2 separate regions of the Mus musculus genome follow, and region 2 is linked to region 1. A link is a contact called in public promoter capture Hi-C data. All regions are on one chromosome and are shown on one strand. Each heading gives the region's core, a stretch centred on a gene start, on an enhancer-like site or on the middle of the called end of the contact. The rest is flanking DNA. Distances are from core to core; before and after follow the strand shown.

Region 1 (3,110 bases), core at 242-2,741:
TTTCTCTCTGGTATGAGTGGACAGGTTGGGAGACCTGTGAGTTCTCTTATGCTCAGGATGAGCGCTGTATGGACCTGTTTTTAAGATGGTAGACCATATCTAGATATGAAAGGTCAGATCCAGGCTCAGGGTTCCTGAATGCCTACCCCGTGGGCCCATTGGAACCACTTCCGTGCAGGCATTTCGAGCCCACGGGAGTTTCCATGGTCCTCGGGGTGAAGATGAGGATGAGTCTGCCCCATGGCAAGTCTTGGTTCCAACAGAATTGGATTTCGAAGCTGGGGAAGGTAGTGCAGTGTGAAATGGTACTACAGATTCATGTTAGCCTCTTCCCTACCAATGTGTGTCTTTAGGAAGTTGGTAAATCATACTATAGTTATTTATGGTGCATGTGATGTGTCCCACCAAATGACACCGAAGAATGCACAGCTTCATCTGGCCTCCACAGCTGCTTTCTTCAAGACTTTACTGCCGTTGGTTTATGGGCTTCCGTAGCGTTCCTTGCGCACTTCCCTTGTTTGGTTGGTTGAAATGTCTAGAAGGCTTCCTTAAAGTGAAAACAGTCAAATTTGCTTTAGTGATGCCATCAGGGTGCTGGTGGGATTGCCCTGTGTGGCTGCATGCAGAGCGGGGTAAGTAGGTACAGGCTGGTTATTAGTCTGACAAGCTGGGTGGTGAAGGACCGCACTGGGCACTACTGAGGCAGCAAGGTTCTAGCAGTTCTCCTTTTAATAACTAAGTCACTTCCTGTGGGCCTTGGTACTCCTCTCTTATGGAAATAGCCCAGCAACAAAACTCTAGGCCCCTCTAGCATTTAAACCCCAGCTGTCTTTATGGTCCAGTCTTTGCTACTGTTCTGCATTCTTCAGTTTCACTGATCTAAGTTGTGAGAACTTGGACATAGGACAGTCAAGGGATACTAATATTTGTTGATAGCTCAGATTTTAAAAACTGAGTATTTTTTATATTTTTTATATATTTTATATTTTATATATTTTTTATATTTTATATATATTATATTCATTTAGTTAATGTTTAATTTGGTGGAGTTTAAAACACGAACCTCTTAAAGGCTATTTATTGTATTACAGAAAGTATCCTAATTTAAACAGGTGTTTTGTTTCGGGGTAGGGCCTCTCATGTAGCCCTGGCTGGTCTTGCACTTGCTGAGTAGGACAGGCTGGTGCTGTAGACAGAACGAGTGCTTTGGCTTCCTGACAGGCTTCCAGCTGTCAGGCACACATCATATTTTGCGTCAAGTTTTTAATCAAAGCTTCTTATGAAAAATTTTGCTCATAAATACGTTAAAAATGGGAACCAAAGCAGGTACTTTTTGTGGGTTCGTCTCTCTCCCATGCACCCTCTTTGTTTCATTTAAAAATCTATGAACTAAGTGATGCTGAGCTGGAAAATTAAAAACGGAGGAGAAGAGCAGCGGAGGGCTTCTCGCAGGGAGCTCAGACAGCTCAGAAGTTTGCCAGTCTCCTCCATCTCTTGCTCTTTCTTGCGTGTAGCTAGCACAAGGGTTTGTCCAGTTCCTGGAATTCGTGTTTTACAGACTCCCTTGCCACTCTCCCCTTTCCACATCTCCTCCTCCTCTTCTTGACTCTTTCGAGGCTTTTCTCACTCCCCCTTTCCCCTGCTTTATTCATTCACTTACGCACTGCCTTTCTGTCATGTACCAAAAATTGCTCTGGGAGAAAATGTTAAGCACGCTACCATTCAGACGACGACGGGCAGTCACACAAGAGACGCCGATGTTATGCAGCCATATACAACACATGTTTTCCAGACAGGACGCAGGCCAGTGAAACTGGCTTGAGGGAGTTAGGGAATGTTTTTATAGAGAAGACCATAAAGGAGTGGAGATTGGAAGAATGGAAAGATGCTGCCACGTGGATGAGCATCGTGGAATAAAAACATTCCAGAGGCGAGGAGGTGGATCTGCAGGGAGCGGGGTGGGGGTGGGGGGGTGGGGGGTGGGGGGGATGCTGCCTGTTGTTAGGATATCCCTGGAGCTTACAGAGGGGAGGGCAATGGATGAGGCTCTATAGGATGCTGGAAATCAGATCTTGCCAGGTCCTTTAAACACAGAGATGAGCCTGCCTGCTTATCTCATGATGTACATGGCGGTTGCTTTCCATGCATCCTGCACATTGCAAGAGACTAACAGTTTATAAGGGCATATGTCTTCTTTCTTTATAACCCTCAATCCACTGTTCCCAAAGGTAACCCAGGCTGCCACCTCTCACTGTTAGTCCCTCTATTAAGTCCTGTGCTCAGGGAGACTTGCTGTTTCCCATAGAGCGCTTCCTATATTAGTCCCTCAGCTTCCATTTTCAAAATCTCCCTGTCCTTTGAGACTTCCCATCATTTCTATTTTGTTTTATGGAGACTTTACTCCTGAGTGATTATTCTTTTTTTACCCCTTCTGAATTAAAGGATAACTTTCGACGACATCTCCATCAAAATTTTCACATGCTTCTTTGAGTCACATGCTATTTTTACAAATGCACAGTAAGATACCCCCATGCCAAGGGGTGGGGTGGGGGTTGATATCTTCTGTGGAGACTGTCTATGTTGAAACAGCAGCTTCTTGTGTCTAACAGACAGTGCACTGATGCCTGCTCAGAGAACGGAGGGAAACGGAGTTCCTGTAATTTGTGAGACTGTTACCATGATTGATTAGCTGTCATGGGGAAGATGCAGCGGTTAATGTACTATCCATATGCAGCTCTTGCAGGAAGAATAACTGTCAGTGGAGGCAGAAGGGCTGCATTGAACAAAAGGCAGGCGTAAGTGCAGAAAGGATTGTGGGTTTAAGTGGAAATCAGATGAATTTCCCCAAGGTTTAGACACAGGAAGAGGATGCTCAGCTATTAAGCCGCACATAATTGTCTCTGACACGGAGTAACAAATGACTCCACAGGTAAAAGCACCTATATTGAATTAAAAGTATAATATGAAATGATCTCTGGAAAACTTGATTCAGTTTGAGCCTTCTCAGTTGCAGACCTGGAGACAATCACAAACTCAAAAAATGTATTTATGATGCTGTGTTGCCCCTGAGCTCAAAAGACCATAATCCTATTATGTGAGATTTTTGAAAA
Region 2 (3,269 bases), core at 381-2,880, 600 kb after region 1:
TTTTTTTTCTTCTTCTGAGACAGGGTTTCTCTGTGTAGTCTTGGCTGTCCTGGAATTGGCTCTGTCAACCAGGCTGATCCTTCTCAAGGCCAAGTTTTCCTTTCCTAACACCCTTTTGTCAGTTTCCCATTATTTTCAGTTACCTAAAGTCATTACTAATAATCTTGTCGTCTACCTCACTGTTTGATTTAGACCAGGTATTCTCAACACAGTCAACATCGATCCCTCAGGGACAATCTGAAAACGCTGTGAAGCCCTTTTGAGCTTCCACAGTAGTTTGCCTAAGAGGAAGAGTACTTTGTGGATGGTCGACTCCCGATTTCAAAAGTCCTATCATGTGCAAGGCTGGCCAACCAGGAATAAAAAACCATCCCTAACTCTCCAAGTGTTACAAGATGCCAGTGACATTAAATGGTGAATAACCAGTTTCTGGCCATCTTTGTTTTGTTAAGAACTTTCAACCATTTATACTTCTACTCTGTTTTAGTACAGGCTTAATTTTCCATAAGTGAACTTACCCTACAAAGTGAGGAGACATTTCTAACAATTTACCTCAGAGTGTTTGCTTTTTTGGGAAAAAAAAAATTTTTTTAAATAACAACAGGATGCCAATATCTGATAGGCCAGGAAGTAAGAAGGCTGAAGCAGGAGAATCGTAAGCTCCAGGCCAGCGTAGGAAATACAGTGAGTCCTTTTAAAAAATAAAATCCTGCCGGCTTGGCATTTGTAGCTGTCCCATGTACAACTGCTGCAATGCGAGGGCAATATGATCACTTCATTGCAGCCTGTAATATAATAAATAACGTGAAGGCATTTACAAATTCAAACAGCTACTTATTACTAAGAAGATATTTACTTCACCGTTACGTTTCAATTTGACTATTATATTGATTTTTAGAAACTTTAATTTCATGTCAGGATATCACAAGAAAGTTGGTTTTTTTTTTTGTTTTGTTTTGTTTTTGTTTTTGTTTCTGTTATAGAAAGGACAGTGGCGTGAACTGGTGAAGACTCCCACAATTTAGCATTCCTGAGGCTGGCTGTTAAAGAGACCTCCTAAGTTATGTCCTGAATTCTAGACTCTCCTACAGATGTGAACGAGCGGGGTGACTCGGTCAGTGGAGGTGATGGCTGACTTGAGTTCGATCTTCAGGAACCACAAGGTGGAAGGAAAGAAGCCGCCTCAATAAATCGCAAGCATTTTCTGCCCGGATCTAGGCTGAGTTGCTCCAGACTTGGGGGTGCTAGAGGTCCCAACTGTTCTCACGCAGCTTCGCGCCCTGGTTCTTAACTACTTTTCCCCAAGGGAGGCTCCTGGCTCCACCGGGCCCCCTCTGCCCAGGGGGAACCCATGGGTCTCTTCACTGGATAACCGTGGGCCTGTTCTGTGGTCCGTGACACTTTGAGGAGACAGCCAGGTACCACGCCGGGCACAGGCAGCCGGGCAAGGGGGTGGGAGTGGGAGGTCTTGGGGTTTAGGGGTGCAGGTCAGTGGCGGCCGGCAGACTCACCGCTGTGTGGTCGATGTCGGCGTCCGACCTTTGGGCAGAAGGAGGCAGGTATTCGGCGTAGCGCAGCCCCTCTCTGGAGGTCACGCCGCCACCGGTAGCCATGGCACTGCAGGACTCCGAGGACGCACTGAGTTGTCTACGGGGCGTCCGCGGGGACAAATTAGTGCGGACCGGTTAAGTTCGCGCTCTGAGTAGGTGTTCAGTTTTATTAGTGGAGACCTGGCTGCAGAGAATCTGGTTCTCATTCCATCTCCGATAAACTGACCCTGTCAAAGCCCGGGGTCAGACCCTTACAGAGCCTTGTTTGTTTGTTTGTGCCACCCTCCACTATAACAACCAAGCCTGAAGAGGCGGGGCCTTCTTAGGTCTACCTTGAGTTTCCTCTAAAACCAGGCAGGGAGAGATTCCAAAGTACCGCGATGGTGCCTGGGAATAGAAACAAGGCCAGGGAGGGCTTCCTTGCTTGACCTTCCCAACTAGAAATGAATGTGATTTCACATGTTAGTGAAATCACTGGGAAGATACTGATGATCCACTAACTTGCGCTCACAGCAAATGATTTTGACTAATTTGAATACATAAAGACTTAACTTCATTATTAATGTTTAGGTCAAGCTTTCTCGAACAGATATTAGGCAATAACTGAAGCTAATACGCTTTCTAACCCCTGTACCAAGTTGGCTGCTGTTTTACCCTTTATACACTTTGCAATCCAGCCTACAAGAAGGTTTTTTTTTGTTTTGGGGTTTGGTTTTTTTGTTTTGTTTTGTTTTTTTACATTAAAAGTTGTAAGAACCTAGCTGGGCGTGATGGCGCACGCCTTTAATCCCAGCACCCAGGAGGCAGAGGCAGGCAGATTTCTGAGTTCGAGGCCAGCCTGGTCTACAAAGTGAGTTCCAGGACAGCCAGAGCTATACAGAGAAACCCTATCTTGAAAAACAAAACAAAACAAACCATACAAACAAACAAACAAAAAACCAGTTGTAAGAACCTATTAATTTATCCATATATTATTATTCTCATGCTTAGGGCCTGAAGGAATTTAGAATCAGGAAGGAAAGATTACATTAAACACCATGCTAGTACCATATACTAAAAGCACGAGCAAGCATGCTAGATTAGCTACAAATGAAAGCAAAATCAGTGTCAGAGTTCACAGAGAGAAACGAGAACAGCCACAAAGGCTTCCTTGGAGGCTCAGCCACTGATGTGGTCAGTAGGGAGCATGGGGTTTGTTTTAGTTAGAAGAAGAAAGGGGTCACAAATTCCACATGGAAATAAACACCAAGAATTGAGCCGGTGATATGTAATAATGTGTTAAAAATACTTCAGAACTCTTCAGAAACACGGCTTTATTACATAAATTACTTTATTAAGCCAATCCACAATTATTCGTGATCAAACCAAATGAATTGGATTGAAGCCTACATATCATGCATTCATCATCCATGTGTTCAGTGTATTCAATTTATTGAGCATATGTCAGGTCTTGGGTACAGTGCTGGGGGACTGTGCCTTTAGCATCAAGTAAACAAATAAGGTCTCCGAGTCCTTGGAGTTACAGTCTAAGGGAGGCTAATGATGTATCCTAGCAGCTGGACCCTAACAGTCATAGGCTGCTAGCCTGGAGCAAACAAGCAATTAGAGCAAGACAGGAGTGAGCCAGCTCTTTTTAGAACAGTGCACCTGCTCAAGAGCTGGGAAAAAGCTTCCAAAGTGGAAGCCAGGAGAAAAAGGGGGCTGGGGTGGGAAACACAG

What was found. Promoter capture Hi-C pulls out the DNA fragments that hold promoters and counts their contacts.
Region 2: a promoter capture Hi-C map of liver shows a contact between it and region 1, with 2.8 times the contacts expected there. The contact joins the promoter of Dnajc15 here to the enhancer-like site in region 1. A contact is called at or near these places in 3 of 39 promoter capture datasets (cranial neural crest, hippocampal neurons and liver) and 2 of 115 datasets of contacts at active chromatin or transcription factors (both in embryonic stem cells).

The regions. Positions count from the first base shown.
Region 1 is chr14:77,271,275-77,274,384 of GRCm38.p6, forward strand. The region is part of intron 2 of Enox1 (ecto-NOX disulfide-thiol exchanger 1); the gene reads left to right. Among named protein-coding and RNA genes, the nearest start is that of Gm41217, 98 kb to the right of the region's middle. Within about 2 kb of position 1,492, at least 16 of the 459 cell types and tissues checked have an H3K27ac peak or open chromatin away from gene starts, as enhancers often do.
Region 2 is chr14:77,873,287-77,876,555 of GRCm38.p6, forward strand. It overlaps Dnajc15 (DnaJ heat shock protein family (Hsp40) member C15), which reads right to left and starts at 1,631. Exons shown (of 6, transcript NM_025384.3): 1 at 1,512-1,631. The coding sequence starts at 1,613.